Regions from separate parts of the Mus musculus genome. Here all the other regions are linked to region 4. Evidence: chromatin contacts called from public promoter capture Hi-C and targeted proximity ligation data. All regions are on one chromosome and are shown on one strand. The core of a region is the stretch at or near the end of the contact, and the rest is flanking DNA. Distances in the headings are between cores, read along the strand shown.

Region 1 (3,278 bases), core at 736-3,235, 560 kb after region 4:
CTTCACACAGACATACATGCATGCAAAACACCAAAACATGTAAGAAAAAAGACAAACAACAAAACCCTAGGGCTTCTGTTCTAAACAGCTTTTCCAAAGCTCGAATCTTCTTCATTCTTTGCTGCCAACAAGAAGTGTCTGCCTCCACACACTTTCTGGAGCTGGCCCTTAGGTTCCAGGGGATCCCAGACTTCTTGGGTGCTCTGGTCGCCTGACTGGCACTTAGCTGCCAAGGCGTACTACACAACCCTGGGAGTATGAGTCCATCTCTGGGCAACTCACTAGTATCAACAGAGGCCTCCTGTGGATTAACAGAGACCTCCCTCATATAACCCCAGCTCTTGGCTCACAGGGGACAAACCTCCCTTGTCCATTCCCAGCCCTCCAGAGACAGATATGCCCTTGCCTTGCTGTCTCTAGATGAAGTGGCAGAGTTGTTGTGGCCCCAGATCTCATAGCACTGATCTTAGATAGACATGAGCTCCGGGTGGTTCCTTACCAGGCGGATATCATCCTGCGGCCTCAGCAGCTCCACCATGAGGTGCAGGTGCCGCTTTTGCACTTGTTTCCAGGGACTCTGGAGTCCTTGCCCTTTGTCAGTCTGGTCCTCGGTGGGCTGTTCCTCACCTGAGGGTTCCTCCATTGGCTCAGAGTCAGCCTCAGATGCAACATTACTGTCCCCTCCATCCTGAAGTCCCAGGACAGCCCCTCGGAGCACCGCAAAACTCTGCCTGGCAGAGCGATGGGGACATGGTTCAGGTCATAGGTTTTCAAACTTTAGGGAGGCTGAGTCCCCTGGCTGGCGGAAGTGGGCTGCTGGCCCGCTCTCCAGAGTCAGATGGGCCGGAGTGAGGCACAGTTTGCACTTTTGTAACCAGGACCCTGATAGCGGTAGGCACCTAGAGCCAGCCTTGGGCTCTCAGGCTCCTCCTCACCTTGTTTTGCACCTTTGGAATGTGTTCCTTTTCGGGGTGGACTCAGATGCTATAAACTTGTTTAAGCACTTATACTCCTTCAGGTCCCATCCTGCCCTTGGTCCTGGGATTACTGGGCGAGCCAAGGTCCAGGTAATGTGTGAAAGCATCTACTGGCCAGGGCTAAGTTAACCATGCTGGTTCTTCCACAAGCCAGAGATGTGATGTTTGCCAGCTCCACCCACAGCATCTGCCTCCCACCTAAGCATGAGTTTATCTGACAATACTTAAGTGAGTCCTTGGTCCAAGCAAGACATCAGGAGTCCACAATGGCAGCAGCTAGGCCACAGGCTATAAGGAAGCATTTGTCAGACAGAACTCACCTGCGCTGGAGCCGGCCTCTGCGTCTTACCACTCGGTCCTGCTGAGAAAGCAGCCCGGGAATAGAGTAAGAGAGCAGCTTCCAGGACAGGAAGCACCCAAAAGCCTCTCCTCTTCCTACAAGGGAGCGCTAGGTGGAAAAGAAATCTCTTTCCTCTGAAGCCGCTCCCCTCCAACAGGCCCCAGAGAAACCCGGCCTAAGTCCAGGTACAGCAGTGCTGCAAGGATAGGGGGTTGCAGAGTGTGGGAGGTATTTGGGCAGATCTGGGCTTCAACAGACCCGGGCGGTTCTCAGGATTCCGCATCTACCTACGTCGAGCTCCTGGGAGCCTCAGGGCCTCCCAAGTGCCTTAAAACGTGAGACTCAAGGTCCCCCTCCGCCTACTCCCAGCCGTCTGCTAGGGGCAGGACTTGCTCCCTAAGGCCTACCTTGGCAGCCAACTGTAAGAGCGTAAAACCAAGCTAAACTCACCGTGGGTCCCACAGGCGTGGAGTGGCCACTTGCCGGCGGCGAGCGACTCACTGTGACCAGCGCCATAAGGTAGGCAGGCCCGGAACACCTGGGCGAACACCCGGCACGACCCCTCCCTCAGCCTTACGGTCAGTCCCTGCCTTCGCACAACCAGGAAGAAGAGATTGGAGCCACCAGGGCCTGGCACCTCCTCGGGAGCGGCCCTTAAAGGGCCCGACTCATGACCAGTCTGGTCGCGTAGAGCTGGTACCGAGCGACAGCGGCCCCGCCCCTGCGGTCTCGGTTCAGCTTGCCCCGCCCCGACCGCGCTAGAGGCGTGGTCAAGGGCGTGGCGCAGGTGAGCCCAGACCTCACTTTCCCTGCTTTGGTCGCTTTGCCCACAGAAGGCTTTCAACCCTTCTTGCTGCACCCAGTAAGACTTGGACCCCCACTGTTTGGTTTATGCTATGGTTTCTTGGAAAGGAAGGAGCAAGGGCAACAGTTTTGTTTTTGAGACAGGGTCTCACTATGTAGCTGACAGACCTGAAACTCATTATATAGAGCAAGTCGCCTAAAACCCAGAGATCCACCTGCCTCTGCCTCCCAAGCACTAGAATTAGAGGCATGCGCCACCATACCTGGGAGGCAATGGGTCTTAAATCTACCACCCCATTCCAAACTTGCTCTCTTTTCTGCTTGGCTGTCATTCCTCTACTCTTGAGAAGATCTGGGAGAACAGAAGGCCTTTTTGGAATTTTTGCAATAGTCCCCAATACCTGTACGCATTTCAGGTCCACCCTAGGGGTGACTAGGACAGGGCTGAGCCCCTTCCCCAGAGAGTGACTTGCTTAAAGGTTCATTCTGGTAGAAAATACTTGAAACAGGGGGAACCTGTGCCTGAGTTTTGGGGATGAGGTGGGAGCTTCCCCCAGTAGGTAGAATAGGAAGACCCAGCCCAGCGGGAGTATGGACCATCAGGCTGGGTGGCAGGCAGAACCTGGGGTTGGGGTAGCATCCAGGGAAATTTCAGAATCTCCAGGAACTCCTGCCCCGTGAGAAGTGGTCTTATTTTCTAGCTGTAGAAATGGAGGCTCCAAAGCTGCTCAGTGCCAGCTCCAGCGAGGACTACCCATCAGTAACCCCATCCAGTGTCCCCTTGGTTCCAGACCACGCAGGACAGCAAGCCTACTGCTGATGGTCTCTTTATTTCCACCTCAGTCTCACTGCTAGCCTATCTTCAGTGCCCAGGTCCCAAGCTCAGCAGCAGACAGTTTATAAATAAATAAATTACAAAACCAGGCAGAAGGCATGGCCCTGGGGAGCCGTCCCAAGGCCAGGCAACTCAGTGCTCTGTGAGTGACAGCTGCAGGATCCGCTGTAAGTCGTCTTCTTCCTGCTGACCCCGTCGCTCCAACTCCTCCTGTTCCCTTGAAGACAACTCCAGGGCCAGGCGAAGCTGCTCCTCAAAGCTTGGGGGTGCAGGGGATGGAGGTGTCTTCTGAGGAGATTCTGGACCCCTGGACTCTGTGGAC
Region 2 (3,247 bases), core at 341-2,840, 770 kb after region 4:
GGTGGTGACTCCCTTTATCTCTACCTTGGCATCGGCAGGTAATAAGGATGGGGAAGAGCTTTCGGGGGAGCTTCTGTCTTCTAGGCTGTGAGTTTCTTCAGGGACCTTTAGGCTTGACAAAGCTTTGCAAGTGAGTAAGAGCATCTCTCCCCCACAACACTTTCCGGATGGATAACCACATCCTGGTGCCATCCCCCAGACACCCGCAGGAACCACAGTGCAGACTGGCTGGGGGTGGGTGACAGCTGACACTGGGCACCTACTATGTGCCAGCATAGTATCAGGGGGGACTTGCCTTGTGCTCAGGAAATGCCCCCAGAGAGTCCAGGGTTCCCTGTCAGCCCTGGAAATGTAGGGAGGGGTGGCCTAGCAGCTGAGACTCCAGCCCTTCAAGGTGTGAAAAGTGACTTGCCCCATCCAAGTCACTAGCAAGCACTTAGTAGGATGAAGCCAGGTTTGGACCCCAGGCTGGGAGGTCCCACTCTTCTGGGCTGCTTGAGAAAGATTTCACATTGCTCAGAGAGGACTGGAAATGGGGGTTGGGGTTGGGATTGGGGGTGGGGTGGGGTGAGGTGAGTGTATAATTGTAATTGTCCTGGCCTTACTGGGTGCATTGTTAACACCTAGGTGGGTTTCCTTCCCTTGCCTTTCTTAGTTTCTAATAAGGACTACTTCTGAGGCTCTGCAAACTCTGCACCCTGGCTAAACAGCTCAGGTGCTTGTTTCCCAGGTTCTTCTCAACGGATTTGTCCCCATCAACTGTAAGGCGAGACAGTCTTTTAGCAGCACCATGCCCACCAAAGAGAAAGGCTCAGGGCTCCTTCACCTACAATGCCGTTTACTGCCCCCATGTTCAGCTCCCGTCTATACACAGCTTCGAGTGAAGCTCAAGGAACCCTTAGGTTCTTCCCGTAGGCCTCCTGGAGAAGAGATGCGACGCGCCCCCTACGATGCAGATCCTCATACCCTCACACCACACTGGAATTTTGGGAGGGGGCACTGGCCAGGGACCCCCAACGGGATGTAAGGTCAGGGGCAGTTAGGACAGCCAAGGTGTTGAGTGTGAAGGTGAGGGGTGTGTGCGGTGTGCGAGCTCAGGGGAGGTGTGTAAACAGCCGGGTGAACCGCGTGTGTGCACATGGGGGCCGGGCGAGCTGGCGCCAGGCGATGCGCAGTGCGCGGAGTGGCTGGGCCGGGGAAGGGCGCCGGGCGTGCTCTGTGCCCCGCGTTGGTGTGCCAGCGCAGCGCGGGGGTGCAGACGTACGGAGTGTGAGGGGCCCCGGGTTTCGGGCTTAAGAAGAGGGACTGAGTGCGTCCGCCCGTCCATGCCCAGGGCGCTTGTGCCTGCCGCGCTCTGTGTGGGGGCCAGGGTGCCTACTCACCCGGGGTTCCGCGGAGGGGACGCGGGTCCGACTCCTGGTTCTATCTCTGCTCCCACGCTGGCCTCCCGCAGTTGGCTCTCACAGGCGCTCGGCCGCCCGCTGCTACGCCACCCCTGCAGTGTAGCGGGGCGCTCGTCTCCTGCTGGAGCCTCGCCTCACCGATGGGGGCTCCGCGGGGCCCGGCGGCCGAATGGAGCAGCGCCGCAGTCCGGGCACGCTCCCAGGAGCCCGCCGCGCGCTCCCTCGCGCTCGCCCGCCCGCTCGCCTGCTCCTTCTTGAATTTAAAGTGACAACCCCGAGCGCTCTCTCTACTCCAAGGAGCAGAGCAGCGCTGCGAGGATCTAGTCGGAGATCCCCAAGCGCGTGAGGGTCCTGGGGGGGGGGGGGGCAGCCAAGTTGGACCCTGGGATCGCAGGCTTGTGGATGTGTTGGGTAGGGAACCCTGTGCTCACCAGGGGCGCACCCCACTCCCTTTATGTTGTTCTCCTTCTAGGCCTCAGTTTCTTTATCTGTAAAACGGACTCAAGAGAGTCACACACACACACACACACTCACAAAATCAGACCAGCGAGCAGCGCAGCCAGCAGTATTCCCTTCTCTGAATGGCTGATATTTCCTTCCATGATTGAGTTGTGATTGTACGCTATACCAGTCCAGGTCACTTACCGACATCATCTTTTGTAATCTCTGCAATGACCTCATCGGCGGCCACTCCATTTATTTATTTATTTTTTTTGAGATAAGGCCCAGGGTGGATATGAAGGCCAAATGACTTCAAAGTCTTTTTTTTTTTTTTTTTTTTTTTTTTTTTTTTTTTTTTTTTAGAGAGAGAGAGAGGGAGAATGGGAGAATGAATCACTTTATAGCCCTAGCTGTCCTGGAAATCACTAAGTAGATCAGGCTGGCCTTGCTCGAACTCACAGAGATATCAGCCTCTGTCTCCCAATTGCTGGGACTAAAGGCATGTGCCACCACACCTGACTTTCTTTTTTAACCTCTTAAGGGTCATACTTTCTCTTCCAAGGAATGAATGAATCATTCAGGAGATATTTATGACGCTCTCACCCAGGCTCTCGGCACAGTGCCAGGCGTGGGCGATCTTCCGGGAACAAGGGACAGGTCCCCTCCCTGCCCGCGCAGTCTGGCAGGAAGATAAGTCGGGTATTAGGAGAGGCTGGGTGTTGCCCTTCAGGAGGGGGCGGCGGGGCACCTGTTCTGGACACAGTGACCAGAACAGCGAGCTGGGAAGACACCTGACTAGGCCTCCAGGAGGATCTGGAGTCTGGGAGAGAAGTTGACAATCTCATGGAGAGCCAATACCAAAAGGCTGGGTTGTCTGAGAGTAGTGTGGAGAGCAGACAGACAAGCTTGGTCCAGAAAACCAAAGGGAGGTTGCAACTTCACCCTCACCTATAGGGGGCACCATCATTTTCTGGACCTGAAAAAGAAGTGAGTTCTGTCTTGGAGCTAGGGATTGGACCATGGACATTTGGTGCCATTTCCCATTTAACTAACCTTCAAGGCTACTTATAGCTTTGGCAAGACTGAACCCATTTTCGTTTTTAATTTTTTTTTTTTTTTTTTAAGAGTGCTTCCTGGGCAGCGGTGGCACACGCTTTTTTTTTTTTTTTTAAAGATTTATTTATTTATTATATGTAAGTATACTGTAGCTGTCTTTAGACACTCCAGAAGAGGGAGTCAGATCTCGTTACAGATGGTTGTGAGCCACCATGTGGTTGCTGGGATTTGAACTTCGGACCTTTGGAAGAGCAGTCGGGTGCTCTTACCCACTGAGCCATCTCACCAGCCCTCGTTTTTAATTTTTAAAATTACTTTATGTAGCTGGGTGGTGGTGGGGAAAGCCT
Region 3 (3,125 bases), core at 571-3,070, 690 kb after region 4:
ATCTTAAGCAATATTCTAGATCTAGAATTCACATACTACATACAATTCTGTGTCTCTCCTATCCTACTTTACAAATACAAATTTGAATATTCAAAATGAATATGTAGTAAATAATACTAATAAAGGTCTGACTAAGGAGAAAACAAAACAAAACAAAACAAACAAACCATTAAACACCAATAGAGCAACCTTGAAAGAATAACAGAACTAAAAGTATTCAAACCCATGTATGAGCTAATGTTTAAACTATAAAGTTTTCTTTCAGTAGCATGTCTCATAAATTCCTTCCAAAATATTAAAGACAAAGACCTTTATTAGCATATAGTACTGTCCTCAAATCAGTCATAGCAATGTTCCAAACTTACCAAAATGTTAACTATCCTTCCTTGGTTTGTTCTTAAAATTTACATTTTAATATAACTTAATTAGATTTACTACAATGCCACTATTGCAAAGTTAGGAATCTTTGTCTCATTACAATCCACAAAATCCTTTGATTTTCAGAACTGCAATGATTTCTCTAAAACTTAAGACTTTAACTCCACTGCCAAACACTATAAATTAAGGTTCTAACTACCTGACCAAAAAAAAAAAAAAAAAAACACCCCAAAAAACAAAACCAAAAAAAAAACCAAGTGAGATATCAATATATTTTCACCCCTCCTCTGGTACACAGAAAAGCCATCTAAAATAATTTTTTCCAAAAGGAGGGAATTGAAAATACTAACCAATCTCTGGCTGTACCGAATCCTTTCTTCTTCAGGTTCCATCTCTCACTCTTCTGATGGAAGTACAGTAAAGAAACCACTCCAGGGATGCCTTCCTCTTCCTAAGGATCCAAATTTACAAAGGAAATGAAGAGAAATAAGAACTCATTATGGAACTTATACCTCCCCTTCTCATTAAGTTAAAGACTCTGAGAATCCTTTATCCTCTTGGGCAAATGGTGCCATGTCTTGTCAATATTAATCACATCACAACTATAAAATAAGACCTAAGCAAAAGGAGACTTTGGTTTCAGTTCCTTAGGACCAGCCACATCATTTGTTTCTGCTCATGGGATTGCAACTAGCAAAATTCTTCCTGCTAACATTAGCAATAGATAGATAAAGAGATAGATAGATAGAGGGGACTGGAGACATGGCTCAGTGCTTAACAGCACTGCTGCTTTTCAAGAGGATCCGAGTTCAATTCTCAACAACCACATGGCAGGTCACTGTCTGATTCCAGTTCTAAGGGACCCTTACACAGATATAATGCAGGTGAAAAGGCTCAGGACTTTTACTTCTCTTCTTCTGTATGTTTGCTGGTGTGTGTGTGTGTTTAAGTTTTGTTGTTTTGAGACAGGATCTCTCTACATAGCCCTGGTGGTCTTGGAACTACAACATAGACCAACCAGGCTTGCCTCCAACTTACAAGAGACCCGACTGCCTCTGCTTGCCCAGTGCTGGCAAAGGTGTGCAGCACCAAACCCAGGAAGGACTTTTATTTCTAAAGTGCTGAATGGCCAGGTGAAGGTGAAGTACACACAAAACTAAGCCAGACCCTAAACCAGTGAGTTCTCAAACAGGTAATAACAAATTATAAGCAAAACGGGGAGGTTACTTTCATTAAAAAAAAAAAAAAAGAGGGCAAGAAAAATTTGGTTTTACAGAAAGACTTCAAACCAATGTCCCATATCCTTCTAGTAAGGAACTGCCTTCCCCAAACTACCATCCACCTCAAGGTGGACAACTACAGAACAAATTTGAGAGTTGCAAACGGAGGCAAAAATACCATCTAATCTAGATGAGTAAATAATAAATGAAACGTCTCGATATATGGATACGGGTGAAACATCCATTAAATAAAGGCCGGTTGGCACGTCAATCAATCCACAACACCAAGCAAGGGTTTTCGTTTTTCTAAATATCTTTCTCCAGAATAATGGCTTCTAATTGGATATACAAATGTTTTTTTTCTCTCTTGTAAATATAATACGGCCACGTTAACAAAATCCTTTCAGAGGACCCGATGACATAGTTTGCGAGAGCAGTTCGTGGCACTGCCCTCCTCGGCCTCGGTCGCGAGGGACACAGTCTGCACCCCAGGGCCGGACAGCAAAGCGGTAAACCTCGACTGCTCCCCTAGGGAAAAGGCGTTCTGTGGCTCACCCCTTGCAAAGAAATAAAAACTTTACATTAAGTCTTTAGATAAGACCGGGAACCAAACTTCCCAGGGCGGGGGAGGGGGGAGGGGAAATCTCACCGAGGATTTTGTTCTTGAGTTCTTGTCCAAGAGAGAAGTAAAATTCCAAACACAGACAAAATAAAATCCCAAACGTCGTCTTCGGTATTTCTGTGTATTAACCCAGTATCCAGAGAAGGGTCAGAGCGACCCGGAAAAGAGGAAACAGTTACTGAATCAAACCTCCTCTTCTGGCTTTTACAGACTCCGCGTCCGAGGCGTCAGGGAAGCAAGACCACTCGGCTACTCCCCCAAGCTGGCGGTCAGCAGCCCCAGCCCGAGACCCGGGTCAACCGGGCCGCGGGAAACACCCTCCTCTCGGTACCCTCAGCCGGCCACAGCCGCTACCGAAGCCCAGGAACCGCGGCCGATCAGCTGAGACCCGCCCGGCCGACGCTCCCCGCGCCGCCCGGCCCCCCGGAACGCGGGCCCCGGCCCCGGGGGGCGGAGAGGGCGGGAGCAGCGAAGCGCCCTGACCGGGGGCCTTCGGCTGCCTTTGCGTCGTCCCCTGAGCCGGGGCTCCGCGCTGCGGGACGATCCCCCGTACACCCCCAGCTACTCCCCAGTAGCAGAGGAGGGACTCCGGGGGATGGGCCCCCTGACGTTGCCCTTCCACGCGAAGAGCCCACTGCCCGGGAGGGAAACAACCGCGACGGGCCCGGGAACTGGAAAGGTGCTCTGCGGCCCGCCGCCGCCGCCGCCGCCGCTGCCGGGGAGGGGTGTTGTTTCCCTCACACAGGAGGATCCGCTGAAGCAGCCGCCGCCATTTTGAACCCGTCAGATTCTCACATACACACAGCTCCTCCGGCCTCACTGCGCAGGCGCCCTCTCTTCACCACCACCCCCTCCCTCCCGTCGCCTCTCCACCCCCACCTCTTTCGAGCCTCCCTGCGCGTCTT
Region 4 (3,002 bases), core at 100-2,599:
TCAGAGCAGGGTCCATTGGTTTCTGATCCCAGGACTCAAGACAGGTTATAAAACTAGAAATAGGCCAGCCATGGTGGCACATACTTTTAATCCCAGCAGGCAAACAGATTTCTGTGAGTTCAAGGCTAGGATGATCTACATAGCAAGCCCCAAACCAGCCAGGGCTGGACTGTGAAACCCCAAACCAGCCAGGGCTGGACTGTGAAACCCCAAACCAGCCAGGGCTGGACTGTGAAACCTTGTCTCAAAACAAAACTGGCAACGATGATCGCTTTGGATGGGCATGGTAGGAGACCTAAAAAGGGTTTTACACAAATTGGCATTCAGTAGCAGAATTCACCTACTGACTTGCAAAACCTACTTTACGTTAAATTCTTTCTTTAAAAATTATGTATGCTGGATGCAGTGGCCCATGACTTTAATCCTAGCACAGGAAGTCATGAGGCAAGTGATCTCTGTGAGTTCAAGGACAATTGGATCTATGCAGAGTTCCAGTACAGAAGGGATACAAAGAGAGACCCTGACTCAAAAATAAAATACAAACATTATGTATGGGAATTTTGCCTACTCCAATACATATTATGTATGTACGTGCACTGGAGGCCTTAAGGCATGGAATCTCCTGGAACTGCTCTTTCAGATGGTCGTGAGCCACCGTGTGGATGCTGGGAATCAAGCGGGGTCATCTGCAAGAGCATCAGTGCTCTTAACTGCTGAGCCATCTCTCCAACCCTAATCTTTTAAAATTAAAAGCAAGTCTCACAGGCTTTCCATTTCGTCCCACGTGTCATGCCACGTGTAAAATTCCAAAGCCCTTTGTGAGACTGTTTCTGGACTTGAAAACAAAAGCGAGATCTTCTTGCAGGATTAAATCAGTGTATTGCCTTTCAGGTGAAATGCTTAGCCAGAAGCTGGCAGGTGCAGTGTGTGCAAAGCAAACCTCAGTAGCCAAGCCATGCCTGCGAGCAAGGACAAGGCTGGACCGCCTTAAGGAGTTGAATAGCCGATGGGAAGAAAGATCAGGAACCGGGTCAGAAGAGCCTCATAAAGTACCTCATGAGGCCTTCTAGAGCTGCCCTGTCCAGACCAGCCATCGTCCGAGTACATCTGCGCTCACCTGATCTGACCCCTCTTCTCCCCGGCTTCTGGGAAAAGCCCTAGACACAGACATAGCCTACAAGTCCCTGGATCGCTCACTTCCGTTAGATCGGCTCCAAATAGCTCTGCGTGGCCAAGGCGGGACCAAGTTGGAAGGCAGCTCCTGAAGCAGGCGTGGCCTAAACAAACCACGCCCACCGCACGCGGCCGCGCGTGCCAGCGACAGCCTATTGGTCCCGCTTTCGTGACGTCTTTCCGGGGCAGTCCGGGTGGGGTCCAGCGCGCACCAGTGAGCTGAGCTAACTGGGTTTCGCTGCGGTCCACGTCCCCGCGCGGGGCTGAATCGCTGAAGTGGCTGCGCTGCGGTGTGAGGGCCACGGGCCTGCCGCGTCCGGGTAAGTGACCCGCACTGCTGTCCAGGGAGCTGTCGTGAAGGCCCCATGAGCCGCTTGGGGATGGACAGCGAGGTGCGGGGCGGAGGAGGGATGAATGGGGACCCGGTGCGCTAGGCGGTGAGGAATGGAGATTCAAGGCGGAGGAGGGAGGAATGGGCCGAGCCCTTAGAGAAGCATGGATGCGCAGGAGGAGGAGGAGGAGGTGGGCTGACGGCGATCGCCAGTCGATGCTGGGCAGTTTGCGAGCACTCTACGGACATTCGAGAGTAGGCGAGTCTTGGATCAGGCTGTACCCTAGAAGGTGTTGGTCTCGGAAATAGTTGAGGCCTGCACCCCAAACTCTTCTACCTACCAATGAGGAAAATCCATCACATTTTTCCTTCCTCCTCATTTGTCTACTTGCCTGCCTCCCCTTGTGGCCGCTAGCTTGTGCGCTTAACGGTCTGGCTGGAGCTTAGAAGTCCAACTCTTAAAAACTTGTATTACTTACACCCCGACCCCTAGGAACCAGCTCTAAAATTTCAATAAGTCAACCAGCAAACTGTTTAAAATACAGGTTTTCCGTTTATAAATTAGACTCGCCTGTTGGACAGCAGAATATCAGAAATACTGGCTTAGCAAGCGTTTAGAACACAGACCTTTGGCATTTTGGTAGTGAGACCTGAACTTTCAGATACCTGGAGATAAGCGGTGCAGTTAAGATAATATTTAATGTTCTGGGATCGTGGGCTAATGTCTGCCACGTGGATACATCCTTTAGATCACAGGGCAATGTCTGTGTACATAATACGTCCAAGCAGGTGATGTGTCAGGATTAGGTAGGTGACTGTGGTTTGTCCTGTACTAGCTTTCCCAATTTCTGTTCTGTAATTGTGTAACTTCCCTAGCGTGGAGTAGAGACGGGGGCCCTGCTGATAGGGATTATTAATGGTCTTTGCTGAGTCTGGACTTCTTGAATTGAAATCTGTGTATGTCAGAGAAAAAGCTCACCAATTTGAGGTCTAGTGATGTGTATATAGCAATCCACACATCATAAAGGCATTAAAGGCAAGGCAAGATTGGGAGTGCAATCTGTCAAACAAACATTAGAGGAATTGGGCAGCATCTCAAGGGTTAGTTGTCACTTGGGGACTCACACAAGTCACCTGGCTGAACTTTAGTAGGAACAGCTCAGGAAATGCAGACTTAAAGTCTTATGTGTATAGACATTGCCCTGTGGTGGAAAGGGTGTGCCCGTGTGACACGATGGAATTGAGAACATGATACTGGCCTTCTTGTATGAGCTGGCAGAAGGTGTCCTGATGCTGATTCCCTGCAGATCCTGTGGGGACCAATTCCCAAAAAGAGACTCAACCCCAGTCTGTTTGTTCTAGTTTCTGAGTTAATACTTGGTTTTTTTGTTAGTGTTTTCTTTCCTCTATTTAATGTGTATGGGTGTTTTGTTTTGTTCTAAAGATTTATTTATTTATTATATGTAAGTTCACCGTAGCTGCCTTCAGACACTCCAGA

The links. Promoter capture Hi-C pulls out the DNA fragments that hold promoters and counts their contacts.
Region 1: a promoter capture Hi-C map of pre-B cells shows a contact between it and region 4, with 2.8 times the contacts expected there. A contact is called at or near these places in 1 of 39 promoter capture datasets (pre-B cells) and 3 of 130 datasets of targeted methods (the NIH/3T3 cell line, bone marrow-derived macrophages and pancreatic cancer cells).
Region 2: a contact with region 4 is called in a targeted proximity ligation map of pancreatic cancer cells. A contact is called at or near these places in 2 of 130 datasets of targeted methods (bone marrow-derived macrophages and pancreatic cancer cells).
Region 3: a promoter capture Hi-C map of pre-B cells shows a contact between it and region 4, with 2.5 times the contacts expected there. A contact is called at or near these places in 1 of 39 promoter capture datasets (pre-B cells), 1 of 484 Hi-C or Micro-C datasets (CD4 T cells) and 2 of 130 datasets of targeted methods (large pre-B cells and pancreatic cancer cells).

What each region holds. Positions count from the first base shown.
Region 1 is chr19:4,267,248-4,270,525 of GRCm38.p6, forward strand. It overlaps Ssh3 (slingshot protein phosphatase 3), which reads right to left and starts at 1,986. Exons shown (of 14, transcript NM_198113.3): 1 at 1,768-1,986; 2 at 1,298-1,338; 3 at 500-731. The coding sequence starts at 1,833. Ankrd13d (ankyrin repeat domain 13 family, member D) reads right to left here. Exons shown (of 15, transcript NM_026720.2): 15 at 2,933-3,278. The coding sequence ends at 3,089.
Region 2 is chr19:4,475,553-4,478,799 of GRCm38.p6, forward strand. Syt12 (synaptotagmin XII) reads right to left here and starts at 1,591. Exons shown (of 8, transcript NM_134164.5): 1 at 1,383-1,591.
Region 3 is chr19:4,394,064-4,397,188 of GRCm38.p6, forward strand. 9430078G10Rik (transcription initiation factor TFIID subunit 4) reads left to right here and starts at 1,821. Exons shown (of 3, transcript XM_030251152.1): 1 at 1,821-1,830; 2 at 2,267-3,125. The coding sequence starts at 1,821. It overlaps Kdm2a (lysine (K)-specific demethylase 2A), which reads right to left and starts at 3,014. Exons shown (of 21, transcript NM_001001984.2): 1 at 2,248-3,014; 2 at 729-829. The coding sequence starts at 770.
Region 4 is chr19:3,706,944-3,709,945 of GRCm38.p6, forward strand. It overlaps 1810055G02Rik (RIKEN cDNA 1810055G02 gene), which reads left to right and starts at 1,350. Exons shown (of 4, transcript NM_028077.3): 1 at 1,350-1,493. It overlaps Gm36608 (predicted gene, 36608), which reads right to left and starts at 1,225. Exons shown (of 3, transcript NR_167751.1): 1 at 1,118-1,225.